Regions from separate parts of the Mus musculus genome. Here region 1 is linked to region 2. The links are chromatin contacts, called in public Hi-C maps. All regions are on one chromosome and are shown on one strand. The core of a region is the stretch at or near the end of the contact, and the rest is flanking DNA. Distances in the headings are between cores, read along the strand shown.

What was found. A called contact is a pair of places that touch in the nucleus more often than the background predicts.
Region 1: a contact with region 2 is called in a Hi-C map of bone marrow-derived macrophages, with 37 read pairs. The contact joins two enhancer-like sites. A contact is called at or near these places in 13 of 39 promoter capture datasets (the 3T3-L1 cell line, 3T3-L1-derived adipocytes, the C10 cell line and 9 more), 4 of 484 Hi-C or Micro-C datasets (the G1E-ER4 cell line, bone marrow-derived macrophages, embryonic fibroblasts and 1 more), 2 of 115 datasets of contacts at active chromatin or transcription factors (intestinal villus epithelium and pancreatic cancer cells) and 2 of 9 other capture datasets (liver and macrophages).

The regions. Positions count from the first base shown.
Region 1 is chr2:14,267,569-14,271,478 of GRCm38.p6, forward strand. Mrc1 (mannose receptor, C type 1) reads left to right here. Exons shown (of 30, transcript NM_008625.2): 8 at 2,571-2,728; 9 at 3,696-3,806. Among named protein-coding and RNA genes, the nearest start is that of Mir511, 8.5 kb to the left of the region's middle. Within about 2 kb of position 1,818, at least 1 of the 459 cell types and tissues checked has an H3K27ac peak or open chromatin away from gene starts, as enhancers often do. A contact at or near this core is called in bone marrow-derived macrophages, where this site is marked.
Region 2 is chr2:14,183,501-14,187,221 of GRCm38.p6, forward strand. All of the region lies in intron 1 of Tmem236 (transmembrane protein 236), which reads left to right. Among named protein-coding and RNA genes, the nearest start is that of Tmem236, 11 kb to the left of the region's middle. Within about 2 kb of position 2,086, at least 5 of the 459 cell types and tissues checked have an H3K27ac peak or open chromatin away from gene starts, as enhancers often do. A contact at or near this core is called in bone marrow-derived macrophages, where this site is marked.

The DNA.
Region 1 (3,910 bases), core at 568-3,067, 84 kb after region 2:
TGGCCTCACTTCCTGATACATACTACCTGAACCTTTACCAGGGTGCAGGGGAAGACAAGGCATTTAACAAATGCATGAAGGAAAAAAAGACAGGAGGAGCAGAGAAAAATGTGAAAAGCTTGCAGACACCATTGTTCCTAGTACGAGGGTCCAGTAGAAACCATTTGCCTCTGAGGATGTGACCAAATGTGGTCTGGAGGCTCTGCAGCCTCGAGATGTGAGAGATGCATCACCATAAATTGTAGAATGAGGAGGACTCCCAGAATGAACATACAACTGGGTGCTGCTTTTATGTTTTCTTTGGCTCTTTTTTCTTCTGTTTGTTTGCTTATTTTGTTTTTTTTTAAATATTATTATTATTTAAATGCTTGTTTGCTTCCTAAAAGTAAATAAGTAAACCCTGGGTTTGGTGGCTCTCTTGTAACCCTGGCAGTGGGGAGATGGAGACATGCCAGTCCCTGATGTTTATTGACTGATCAGCCTGGTGGGCTTTGCAAGTTAGTTGTTGGAACCTGGACGTTTGAGGTTGTCTCCTGGGCATACATGTCCATACTCACATACACACACACACACACACACAAACACACGCACACACACACAGAGAGAGAGAGAGAGAGAGAGAGAGAGAGAGAGAGATAGAGAGAGAGAGAGAGAGACGAAAATAGCACGTGAACATTTTAGCACGTGAACAACTTAATTTTTCTGTGCTCACCTACCCTGGGACACTCAGATTAGTTGATGGAATTGTAATCTCAATGGGAGGATCTAAGTAAAGTCACTCAAACTTATCATGACCTGTTGGGAAGCTTGGCATGCACCAGTGTTAGAAGCAGGTTAGTTAAGATGGCAGAGGGCTGTCTGTTCTACTCTGTGACATGATATCTCCTCAGCAGAGCCATGTATTTTATTACTGTAATTATTTGTGGAAGTTGGATGACCAAGGTTTCATTTCAGTTCAGCCTAAGAACAAATGAATGAACTAGAGAGCTTTCCATTGGGAAAAAAGGAGTTATAGGGCCTGAAGAGATGACTCAGCTGTTAAGAGCAGTTGTTACTTTTGCTGAGAACCTGAGTTTGGTTCACAGCACCCAGATGGCAGCTCGTCACCATTTGTAATACCAGTTCCAGAAGATCTGATGCCCTCTTCTGATCATAGTGGGTACCCCACACCCCTGGTACAGAGACGTACATGAAGAAAAAAACTCACATAAAAGAAAAGAAATCTTAAAAAAAGAAAAGTTACTAAAAACATTTATAGTATCTTAGAACAGTATTTCCTTATTTAACAGAACAAAATAATCTCAATAAAAGTAAAATATAAAATTAAGATTACTGCTTCTAAATAAAAACTTTTCAAAATTAATTTAGTTATGTGAGATAGAAGCTCTAATATTAGTTATGGAAATAAAGAACAAAGTAGACAATTTGGAGCCCAAGTATGGAAGGAATGAATTCCAGTTCATACAATCTGTTTAACTGGTTTATAAAAATTGATTTAACAACTTGAAACACACATGCACACAGTGGAAAACAGGTTTGTAAGAGAAGTATACATGGGAATGCAATAATAAAGTCTAATTCTTTGGAAACTAATAAAAATAAATTAAAGCAAACATACACAGAAAACTCATATATACCTGTGTAATTTTACACTGGTCTTTATCCTAAAGTTCTTGAGGTTATGTAAGGTCTCTTTGAAGCCTATGTTTGTTACTCAAAAGCTCCTGATCTGCCAACTCATGTGAAAGGAAGAGGGACCCATCCTGAAACTATCCCCCGTGCTTCAGGATGCTGGAAACATCTGCTAGAGCTGGCAAAAGTCCACTTGAGGACTTCTTCAAAAATGAAGTTGATTGACAGCTTTCAGGAGGAAGAAAACCAGCCACTTAGCATTTTCTACCAAATGCCATCTTTATAAGTGTTTGAAGTCAGTGGCTTGTACTGGTCAAAGATGGAAATCAAAAGCTACAATGCTTTTCCCAATTGAGAAAGTTAAATAGATACTGAATTGTATAGCATTTAATTTTTAAATTTGAAAATGTTTACTTCATAGCCACAAAACCTGAGATCTTCAGTCACTACAAATTTGTTCCATTGTGTATTTGACTACCATATATATATAATATATAATATATATTTTATATATATATATATATATATATATATATATATATATATATATATATGAATGATACTGTATGCAGTTCCAGAAATATTCATTATTTGTAGCTATAACATCGATTCACAAGACTGGGGTTTCTCATTTCATTTTTACAACTCCCATAAAATATAATATCAGAAATATTATAATACTAGAAGTATAGTCGCATTTGCAATAGAAATCATTGAATAACCTAAAACTGACATCATAATATGTAGTTGGTATATATTTACTGCATATAGATTGTCTTTTATGATAGTTCTGTGAGATCAAGGGAGCAGAGCTGAATGGGCAAGCCCAGGACCCTTTTCAGACATTCTGCTGGCCTTTGGAAAGTGTACTCCTGTTGTATTTGATTACTTTTAGAGGACAGTACATAAACTACTTAGGTGATTCTCTTCCCGTGTAGAGCCAAATGATGAGCTGTGGATTGGTTTAAATGACATCAAGATTCAGATGTACTTTGAGTGGAGTGATGGAACCCCAGTGACATTTACTAAATGGCTTCCTGGAGAGCCAAGCCATGAGAACAACAGACAGGAGGACTGCGTGGTTATGAAAGGCAAGGTGAGGCGCTCCGATGATGCCTGACAATGCTGCTGTGATCTTCTTTCTCTGCCTCAATTATTATCTGTTGTGATTGCTTCTGTTGTTAATAGAGATTTAAGTTGTATGACAATTCAGATTCAGTCTCTGGAGTATCTCAGTATGGCCTAGCAAAGTCAAGAAGACCATAAGATAGATAAATGATATAAAAGTTTGGCTAAAAGGTAGCATTAAGTAAAAACTAATAATACTGTCTGCTGAATTCTGAAATTATATATATGTATATATGTATGTGACAGTGTATATATTATGTATATGCACATGTTGTATCTGTGTATAAGCAGATTTTGAACATATTTATGTATATATTTATATATGTATGTATGCAAATATGTATGTATGCATATATATGACTTGGTTTAGCAAGTCAGAGCTTTGTACCTTCTACTGGTTGCTCCTGGCCTCACAGTTCTGGTCCATTGTGGCTTCTCCTCTTTTTCCATCCCCTCTTCTCCTCTCACCTTCCCCCTCTCCTTCTACCTGTCCCCTATTCTTGAACTTCCACTTTCACCTTTCTTCTCCACTGCCCATTCACCAGTTCTAGCCTTTTATTGACCAGTTAACACGGCGAGAAGGTTCACGTGACATCACCTGAGTATGTGATGGTCTGATTATCAGGGGGGTGGAGGGCAACCCCTCTTGAGAAGCAGAATTAACATTAGAGTACAAACAGCATGAGGCCAACCAACTACACATCCTGGGTTTGAATATTCAGGATAAAGAATCACATTAGTCCTATAATCTCTTTACACATGAACAGTTAGAGCCAAATATACTGCTAACATGTAAGATATGAATTTACCATTTGTTTGTAGATGCTAGCTTCCCCTAGCTAGCATGCATGAGGCCCTGGGCTCAGCACTGGAAAGAAACAAATGAACCTAGGTCTGAATACAGATAATCACTTATTTTTCTTTTTGCTCTGTAGGATGGATACTGGGCGGACAGAGCCTGTGAGCAACCACTAGGTTACATCTGTAAGATGGTATCACAAAGCCATGCTGTAGTACCGGAGGGTGCAGACAAAGGCTGCCGGAAAGTGAGTACAGATCATCCGCAGTGACTGAAGATAGCCATGTGATACAGTGGGCTTTGCTTGGTATGAGACAGCACTTCATTATTACCAAAGGACAGTGTTTCAAG
Region 2 (3,721 bases), core at 836-3,335:
ATTCCTTAAGGGATTTATTCATTTCTTCCAATTTTTGTTTGCCTTTTCCTTGATTTCTTTATGTGATTTAGTCACTTCTTCAAGGACCTCTATCATCTTCATAAAGTTCATTTTAAGGTCTTTTTCTTGTGCTTCAGCTCTTTTGGAATATTCAGTGTTTGTTTATTGTGGTCTTATGCTTGTGTCTAGGCACCTGGCTTTGGGGTGATTCTTGGTCTAGGTGCTGATTTCTGGGCTTTTCTTTGTTGGATGAGTGTTTTGTTCCTTGATTGCTGTTTTCTCACTGGTCTCTGGCCTGTATGGTCTGCTTTTGAGAAGGGGGCGAAGCTTCTGCCCATCTTGGCAGCTGGTAGACAACAGTGAGGGCGGGAGGGAGAAATAAGGAGAGTGTTGTAGGGACACTGCGAGGGTAGAGGGGGGTCTGCAGGTAGGCATTCTACCTAGAGTTCTGATGTTCAGCATGGCTTCTAGTGCAGCAGGAAGTCTCCACCCTGCCTTCCATTAGTTTACCCTTTTCCTGATTTAACATAACTATACCAGTTTAAATGACTTCTCTATTCAGTTGAAACCTTAAGCTCTTGGTGGTGCCACTTTGAAAGCTGATAGCCTGACATGACTCTTTGTACTTCCAGTCAAGTCACATAAAATGTCTTAGCCTAAATGATCTTACCAGAAATTCTTCAGGTTCACAATAATCTACCAATACACTCTAATGATTTAAGAAAAATAAGGGCTTGTATAAATAGCTATAACTTTATCTATTTGATTTCTTTGCAATTCCCAATTTCTTAATAATACAATCCTCTTCTAACTAAACATTTACATATTAGCCATTCACTATCTGAAAGGATTGTCCCAAAAACTACCACCAGGGATACTCACCACCATATCCCTGGCATATAAGATTGTCTACACTCTAACACTGATATTCCTTTCCAAACTATCTCATTATACAAATTCTTCATTTAGTTGATTTTATTCAAAAACAATTATAGGGAAATCTTTCACCACAGTAGGCACTTCCTTAAAGATTGTGGTCTACTGTAGAAATTACACAATTATGCATGGAAAATATTGATGTCATATTGACAGTAAGGGAGAGTTTTTTATTGTATGTCTGTATGAAAGTATGTCTGTATGCATGTCTATGTGTCAGTATGCATGTGTGTACATGCATTCTTGTGTGTGCACCTATGTGTGTATGCATGTGTGAAGCCTGGAGGTTGATATCAGGTGTCTTCCTTTGTTGTTGTCCAATTTTATTTTACTTTTTGAGAGCATCTCTCATTGAACAAGGATCTAGCTATTGTGGCTAGCAGGGATGTGATATTCCTTTTTTTTTTGTTTGTTTGTTTCTGCTGAACACACTGCACTGTCTGGCTTTTGATGTGGCTCCTCATACAACATTCCCTCATCTACTTTAAAAATTATTCTTTTCTGCCCCAACCTGTATCCCTCCATCACTTCACCATGGTGCCTTGAATGAAGCAGGTTTTCAACCTTAGGTATGTGTGGCCACAGGTTTCAGAGTAGAGAAAAGCTCACAGTGTAGACTTAATTTGAGCTGAGCTTGAAAAGAAGAGGGTAGATGATATCTCCATGGATGAGGATGGATAATGAGCTGACTGGGGAAGAAGCAGATATGTTTTAAGAAGAGGGCAAAGACCAATGTGTTTCTAAAGGAGCCATCAGAAAAGAAAGAGCTGTGTAGCATCATAGCCATTGGGAACATGGGATTTGTAGTCAGAACATCCTGGATTAGAGCTCAATTTTTACATCCCAGTGGAGGACCTGGAATTCAAGCTTCCTCATCAGCTTCAATATCAGTGAGAGGCTTTTGTAGGGTCTGGGTGATAGAAGCACCTGTTCTCTGAAGTGCTCAGCACTCAGTAGCAACTTAGATGATAGTACAGGAGTGTTCTTGTTTGAGGGAGTTAACAGATTCATGGGAGCCGTATGGCAGGAAACTTTGACTTAATGACTTAGGGAAAGGAGAATCTTACAGGTTTCTTAGCAGAGAGTCATTTCCCAAGTAAATTATCTGAGCTCCCCACCCACCAAGCTTCCTCCATGAGTAATCTCAAGGCCAAACTTGCTGTACAAACAGGAAGTTTTAACCCATTGTGCTTGAGGTTGGTCTTCTTATCCTGGGCTCAACTCTTGGGAGAGTCTTTTCATTGTGCTTTCAATAACCATGGGTGTTGAAGTCACGAGGCTTGTGCTTTTGCAATTGTCATGTGCCACCATGCCACAGGTCTTCTTTTCCTCTGTGCAGTATGTATATAGTGGCATCTGGTTAGTTTAAATGTAAGCACACTTTCAAAGATGCTGCTAATATTCTAGCTGAAATTTTTATCTTCTAGTGTTATGCTGCAGCATTTGAAACTTGCTAGAACAAAGTGTATAAACTTGGTGACAAAACAAAACTGTTATCTCAAAATCTTAGACACTTAGGAGTCAGAAGTCAAAGAATTAGCCATGTTGCTTCCTTCTGAAGAGACCTAAGGGTGAGTGTGCTCCATGCCTATCGGGAAGTATGTCAGCCATCTTGGTCTTGAGTTCCATGATCACATGACATTCCTGTCATTCCTTTCCAGGTATTCCCTTTGTTCATCTCTGCTTCCAGAAATCTTCCTATCATATTAATTTAAAATCTATCCTGATATCCTATTTTAACTTAATTACTTTACTTTAATAAAGTACTTTCAAATTTTTATTGTTTCTATTCTGAGGAACTAGAAATAGAGACTCGACCATAACTGGAACACAAACTTACTCCACAGCATACCACCCTTAGAACCCTCAAACTTCACATTTGTTTGTTGCAGAGAGTACACTTACCCTGCCCTCTTTAAAAAAAAGTCTTATTCATTTCAGTATCAGTTCTGTGTTCAAAGCTCATCTAAACATCATTCCAAAGTACCCCAAATCTCCATTTTATAGGGAAGACTTGGGAAAGAACTTGTCCTGAGTCAAAATTCCTCTCTATCAGTGACCCTGTGAAACCAGACAAAAAGTAGATTGTAGCACCTAAAGAGAAGGACTAAGAATGCTTGCTGCTCTTGCAGAAAATGCAAGTTCATTTTTAAGCATCTAGCTGTAGGAGATCTGATGACCTCTTCCGGCTTTTTCAGACACACACACACACACGCACGCACACGCACACGCACACGCACACGCATACACACACACACACACACACACACACACACACACACACACACGAGCATGTTCGTAAAAAATTACAGATCTTTTAAAAAGTATGTTGCCTTCAAAATACAACGGTGGGACGAAACAGGCATCACCGATTCTTTGAGAGATAAACAGTGAACAGGAAAGGAAAAGCCGAGGTTTCTGAGAACGATCCAACTGAGGTCAGAAAATTCCATTCGCTGTGAAGGCTTAAGGATGATTTTCTGTGGCTGGATGCACTGTTCTCTGGACCCACCTTCCAGGACCACCGGGATGCTGGCTCATGGTTGGTAGCCTCTGCTCTCTGAATTCATAGAGGAAACTTGAGCTTGTACAGCCTCTGAACCAGCTAGAGCCACTCTTCCCTATTTTGGAATAACATGTTTGTAGCTAAATACTTCTATCAGCTCACTTCCTCCCTAGAGGCCCAGAAGTAGAACAGCCTTATTTCATCTTAGCCCTTGTCTCTCATCTTCCACTCAAGTCATTCTGCTGATGTGGTTGAAGTTACAAGCCTCGATCTCCATCT